Linked DNA regions of Bombyx mori: region 1 is linked to region 2. A link is a contact called in public Hi-C data. All regions are on one chromosome and are shown on one strand. Each heading gives the region's core, a stretch centred on a gene start, on an enhancer-like site or on the middle of the called end of the contact. The rest is flanking DNA. Distances are from core to core; before and after follow the strand shown.

What was found. Hi-C and Micro-C count contacts between places; a contact is called where the count stands out from the background.
Region 1: a contact with region 2 is called in a Hi-C map of midgut, with 2.7 times the contacts expected there. The contact joins the enhancer-like site here to the promoter of LOC101738671 in region 2. A contact is called at or near these places in 7 of 7 Hi-C or Micro-C datasets (middle silk gland, midgut, posterior silk gland and 2 more).

The regions. Positions count from the first base shown.
Region 1 is chr10:2,002,820-2,006,215 of ASM3026992v2, forward strand. LOC101747187 (mediator of RNA polymerase II transcription subunit 13) reads left to right here. Exons shown (of 25, transcript XM_038013509.2): 4 at 1,940-2,024. Among protein-coding and RNA genes, the nearest start is that of LOC101738809, 29 kb to the right of the region's middle. Within about 2 kb of position 1,477, at least 8 of the 8 cell types and tissues checked have open chromatin away from gene starts, as enhancers often do.
Region 2 is chr10:1,958,302-1,961,728 of ASM3026992v2, forward strand. LOC101738671 (large ribosomal subunit protein mL50) reads right to left here and starts at 1,413. Exons shown (of 5, transcript XM_004930290.5): 1 at 966-1,413; 2 at 806-891; 3 at 105-301. The coding sequence starts at 1,010. It overlaps LOC101747187 (mediator of RNA polymerase II transcription subunit 13), which reads left to right and starts at 1,330. Exons shown (of 25, transcript XM_038013509.2): 1 at 1,330-1,453; 2 at 1,528-1,631. The coding sequence starts at 1,563.

The DNA of each region.
Region 1 (3,396 bases), core at 227-2,726, 45 kb after region 2:
CCGAGGGTAAAGTTACGAAACTAAACATGCAGTCGGCTCTAGATTAAGAAATCGTTACCGGTTTCGAAACATCAAAACTGGGTAATGCACGTACGATAAACCAATAGTTTGGTTTGCATCAGACAAATGATTGATCGTCGTTTTGTAAAAAAACTTGGGATTGTGTGGTTTTAGTATATAGCGGCGCTGGTAGCATGGCGCGGTCGGGATCGTGACTCGGTCGGCATTCGCGCTCACCGGTACCCGGCATACGGTAAACGTAACCGTTTGTGGTGTCGGCGGCCTTGGAAGGCGGAGCGGACGACGCCGGACCGGCCGCGTATCTTAATTGTACGAGATTAACCTATTTTTGGACGATCCACTCGAAATATATTTGGTTGTTTGCTTCTTTCAAATCTAGCCTATGTATTTGTTTTGTTAATTAATACTATTCTCTGTTTGACGGTAAACTAGGCCCGTTGAGTCCTCGAAAGCTGTTTTTTTTTATTGCTTTAATGACTGGACGGGCTCACAGCCCACCTGGTATTAGGTGTTATTGGAGCCAATAGACATCTACAACGTAAATCCGCCACCTACCTTGAGATATAAGTCTCAGTATACTTCAAACCGAAACGCAGAAATAGGCGGAGTGGTGGTACCTACCCGTGCGGACTCACAAGAGGTCCTACCACCAGTAAAAAGCTGTATCAGCCTATAAATATTAATCAAGCCCCTATGACTGTAGAGTAAATATATTTCTAAACCTTTATTACCTTTTGTCACTCCTGCTCCCGTGCAAGGAGAGCCGTCACACAGCCCTTTGCGATTGTATGTAGTTGTTCAAACAATTCGAAGCAGACCAGTAAGTAGTTTGTAGTTTTACAGCAGACCACAGCTGACGACAGCCTGACGCCCTTGACTAACTACTTAACTTTTCAATTTGTTACAAATTACAATGTAAACAACGGTGTTCTTTTTAAAATTTTCTTTGCAAAACAATTTTTCATGTATTTTCATTAACATTGACTCGTTAACTGATTCGCGGCATAACGTTTTAACTTCCCAGGAATCTGTGACGGGCGCGCGCCAGATACTGGAAAATCTAGTTCATTTTATTTGATATGAGAAGGTACGCGCACTGCGTACACCTGGAATACGAATGTCAAGGCTGTTCGCTTGGAAACGCTCCAGCGGTATCGAGGCGACTCAACAAATGTCATTGCAGATAATGTTCCTCTGTGTCTTTATGCGATAAACTTATTTGTTGTCTTTGTTGCGGCATAAGAGGCAAGTACAGCTAAGTACTTTTATCTAACTGGGCTCTTTTCAAGGTGTCCGTAAATTATCGCATCGTCATAGAAAAGTGTAAACAAAGTCATCATTAAACGATTTCCGCGTAGAAATTTCAATGTCAATTAAATTGTTAGCGGACGCTAACCACGCTTCGCATGTGTGTTGTGTGCGGCGCGCGCTACAAACACAAGCACGTGCGCTTCGGTCGCGAACGTGTGACGTCAGGCAGGTCGCCCCCGCCCCGCCCCCTCTCCAGACGGAGACGGGTATAGTCGCAGGGAGTGCGGGGCGGCAACGTCGCGCGCTCGTGTTTTGTTTTCGCATCTAACGCCAGTGATAGGCCGGGTTTATCTTCCGATTGCGAATGCAACAACAGCTATTTCTGTAGCGTAACTTACAACGCTTGCATCCAAACGAAGATCTTATCGCTTCAACGTACCGCTACAAAGTAGGAATCTTCATTGTCGTCTCGACCTTGAACATTAACATTGGTGTCTTCACGAAAATATATTTTAACATAGTAAACAATGCGTAACATTCTGACTTGTTGTTGAAAATAATAATAATAATAGTGCATATATGTATAAATTTCTAAAAAACTAGAACAAATTCTAAATGGTCACAATGCCGGATTATTAATGTTTTTTTTGTTTTTTTTTGTTCACAGAAAGCGAACACGGCTCCTGGGAGAGCGGCCTGTCGTACGAATGTCGTTCCCTGCTGTTCAAGGCCTTGCATAACTTGATCGAAAGGTAAAAAACTCTTAAATATATTTACTACCACACATTCAAATCGCAAGTAAATTTTGCAGACTTACAAAAGGCTGCGAAAAGAATGCAATTTGTTCGTAAAATTAAATTGTGTTCCATTGATATCGTAATTTTATGATAATTATTGTCTTGACATGTTATTAGCACGATTACATTGAAGTCGCGGTCGAAAATATAAATATTAAAAGGTACTTTTGTTTTGATTATAATAAACACGGCACTGATAGTGATTTAGAATATAATGAATAATAAAATCGTATCGTTTTACGTCGAAGGTCGATTTTTAGGATTCTCGCGTCTTATCTTAATTATCCTCGATTACGAATGTAGTCTCGAAGTACAACGCGGACAGTGAACATTGGAACGTATTTGAAGTTTTTCTCTTGACGAAGGTCAGGCATACAGAAATGTTTCACGGTAGTCGTTGCACCTGGCCGGGGCCGGTCGCGTCGTCCTCGCCGGAGGTCGGTGTGCTTAGTGCGAACTTCATAACGTTCTCGATAGCGTGAAAGTTAGCGCATTTGTATGATATTACTGGTGGTAGGACCTCTCGTGAGTCCGCGCGGGTGGGTACCACCACCCCGCCTAATTTCTGCTGTGAAGCAGTAATGCGTTTCGGTTTGTAGGGTGGGGCAGCCGTTGTAACTATACTTGAGACCTTAGAACTTATATCTCAAGGTGGGTGGCGCATTTACGTTGTGGATGTCTATGGGCTCCAGTAACCACTTAAGGTGGGCTGTGAGCTCGTCCACCCGTCTAAGCAATAAAAAAAAATGGGTTCGTTTGCCTACGTTTGTCGCTAGGGGCGCTGTTTCAACAGCACACAAAATTGGGTTAACTTTTACGCTAAAGAGAACGTTAAGAAACTCGCACTAAGCACACGGTGCATCGCGCCGGGGACGCTCTAATGTCGTTTTTTGCAACGCGACACGCTTGCCTATCAACGTTCATCGTCCGCTATCAACCGGTTCACGAAGCAAATACGCTATACACCAATCGATAACATAAACAAGCAGAACAGAATATTATAATAACTTAGTGATCCCCGGTAGTCGAAATTCGACTCTAATTAATTGAAATTATAGGTTTATACACTATCAAATACTATTATACTTCTATAATCATAGATTTCGCCAAGATTACACTTTAGACAAAAATATTAATAAAGACAAACCATAATTAATCTATTCTCAATGTGACCACAGACTTTAAGCAGTAAGAAAAGTTTGACATTAAAAAAATAGTATGCATGCGTGTGTGTGTCAAATACACGGTAGTGTGTGTAATGTTTTTTTTATTGATTTAATGTATATTTTATGCATAATTAAAAAAAAAAATTAACATTATGCACTCC
Region 2 (3,427 bases), core at 163-2,662:
TGAATATCAATCACTAATAGTCCTCTTATTCTTATGTGTATAATGGTATTGGCTACTTGAGTACCTATCTACTTCAATCTCAATATTAAGAATTGTTTACCAACCAACTGTTTCAATTGTATGCAAAAGTGAATTAGGCACACTATGGCCTGTTTCTTCATAACAAGCTTTGAGAACTGTAAATTTTGTGTCCAATGCTTCAAATTCTGAATTTCCATTTAATCCACATGTTGCACATATTTTCAGAATTGTTTCATTGATGTTTGTAGGTGGATCCCATGACTTGGTGGGACGTAGGAAGCTTAAATAAATAAAAAATACTTAAATCTTATACTGTAATATGAATCTCTAAACAGCAACAATACCTTAAAATGTACTTTGATTAAATTTAAATGTAATTAAATGAAATTTTCAATCAAGAAAAGCCATGAATTATTTACAAAAAAACATGCTCGCAACAAAATATTTCTATGCATTTTCTTTTTTTTAATTATTTAGATTTTTTTAATAATGATAGTTGGCACGGAATCTAGTGTCATAGATCTAAATGTCTCAAGGTGAGTAGCAGCATTTAGATTTTAAGTATATCATTAAGATTTATGTATATTAAGTAGCATGTGAATCTTTTGACTTGTGACAATCAAACAACACTATCATAATATCTCGATGTAGCATTCACACTGTAATGTCTATGGATTCTATTCAATAATTTAAGCCAGGGAAACCATGAACTCATCTACCCTCTGGAGAAGAACAAAAAGACTTGTTATTGACACATTGACATGAATTGGTTTTTTTTAGTTACCCTCTTGCCGCTAAGGATTCTGCCGCTGCTTGAACCTTTTTATCTACTTTGGGATATTTTTTTTGAGCTTGTCTGATAGATGTGACCTGTGAAACAATATATTTGTTTTCATTAAATTGTTTAAGAGCGTTTTGAACGCGGAGATACTGATGAAACATACCTGGAAACTTCCACGACGTAAGGGTGATAATACATTTCTGAGCATTTCTTAATTTTTTTTGGTATCTACTAGTCAGTTTTGTTATATTTATAATTCTTAAACAATGTTATCTTTCGCGAACAGCATAACCATAACCTATATTTACTTTTTTGAAGTTGTCAAATCCACAGGATGGTTGGTGGCGTAACTCCATTAAACGCAGAGTTGTCCCAGCTATAAATTTTATAACTTGAATTCCGTATTTATTGGACTGTCAAAAGGTGTTTTTGATCCAAAGCCCTTGTCTAAAAAGCTGCTAAAGTAATTATAACGTTTGAACAAGACTCCTTAATTAATTTATAGCTATTATGAATTGTATTTAATAATTATTGTTGAACGAATTGTAATTGTTTCTGGACGAAATGAGCTTTCGATTTCTGCCGCTGGGTGCAGCACTGTCGGCTTGGGTTGTTGTTTCCTCTCCGCCATTTTCCAGTCGCCATTGAGAGGTGAAAACTACGCTAAATGTCGGTGATGATTTTAAGATTTTGAGTGGTTTCTTTAAGATTATACCTGTTTTTAGTGTTGTGAAATGAAAATGAAGTGCCCCGGACTACCATGACGCATCAAAATCACCAAACAAACGGTGCAAGTCTCGAGGATTGCCACACAAACTTCTTCGCCTTGGTAAGTCACTTTTACATTGATGAAAGAACTCGTATGTACTTTTCTTTCGAAATCGTTACGAAGTGTGTGACACCTGTGAAGTCCACTATTGTTTGACTACGTGTCCACATTTTTTTGAGAATTCCTAACTAAAGAGACCACGACAGTTAAGTGGACGATCTGATTATCGTCATCGGCCGTTGATATACGAAATTCGCCTCTCTGCAATCGGACTTCCTAATCGATCTTATTGCGCTATAATTTTAGTATGAGACCATTTACACAGAAACAACTAATGACGCCTGTTTGTTAGTCATCCTGGCATCGTTCTCGCGACACCACAGATTCACGTTGAGTTGCTAACCCACAAAATGTCAACGCATTCGGCTAGCGAGGCCATGAGAAGCCACCGGCCCATAGAGGTCATTTTAAATTCACCTGGCCGTAACGCGGACCGTAATGCGTTCGCAAGACTAGTTTCGCCAAGTCGAGGAAATAACTTTCATACGTTTGAAATTGTTCGCTTTATCTTTCGATAGCAAGACAGCTTCGAATGTTTATGTATGACAGCATGGTATAGAAATCGTCGGGGTCATTCATTATCGGTGCCTTATAGTGTTGAACGACTTTGCGTAATGTTCATAGCTGGCGCGAATTTTATCAGATTGTGTTCGGGTGAGGATTAGCGGGTGCGGGTTGAAGGTGCGGGGAGCCGGGGGCGCTCGGTCGTCCTCGGCGAGAAGCGAGAACAGCACGGGCGCCACTTCCACCTGACGCGTTGCCATATCTTCGCGCCGCGGCGGCGCGCGCCTGCCTGCACCCGTCTCCCTCTGCGCTCCGCCTATCTCGACACGATACAAATTACCGATTTCTTGCCCTGCCTGCTTATTGTCTAATTATTTATGCGTCGTTTGCGGACACAAGCTTTTGTCGTGTGGAATTGTACTCGTTTACGTAGCGCGATGACTGCGATGACGCATCAGAGGTTGCTAGGTTGACGGGTTCATTACACTCTTTTAGTCTGTTGTTTTTGTCAGATATAATTTTCAAATAGGTTTTTCCTTGGGCTGAGTTATGGCTTCAGGATATAAAAGATGAAATATTGAGGAGATCGTTCGGCGTCGAGATGGTATCGCAACACAGCGGCGTCTGCTCCGCGACAAGACAGATGTCGCGATGTGTGCGCGCGCGCACTGGTTTGCCGGCTGCGCAGGCGTCTTGCGGCTCATTCAACCGTTTATGAATGGTCGTAATGATTGTAACTTTCCCATAAGCGGGCCTCCGCCCAGGCACTACTCGCGTGCGGACAGATTACCTGTTCACTTGTGGCCCTTTGTCTTCTACTAGGTTAAAACATTCCTAATTTTGTTCAGTTTCGAAACGATTCAATGTTGCCTTTTTTATATTGTAATCGTTAAATATAGCCATTAGATGAACAGTAAAATGGCGTACGACGGCAAACCATTCTCAGTCTAAAATGAAAATATTCATAACCGATCTGGTTACATGATGGTGACCATAAAGTGTTGAAATCCACCGTTAAGTTATTCATGACATCTGACGAACACTGCTCCCACCCTCGGCCTCCGACCCCTTATCGCCCTCTATGCATACGGAGCACGACTTCAATTTCGCCTTGAATGTGCTCATATTTTCCCAGTGTTATGAATCCTTAGTTCCTTGTAGGTCATAACTTTTACAATAATACTACATAACGTAATCTTAATTTTTATCTCACATAGAAAACAACTCAACTCTTGTGATTGTTAGGTGTTGAAAGTTTTCGTTTTTATAATTATTTAACTGCCGTTATATGT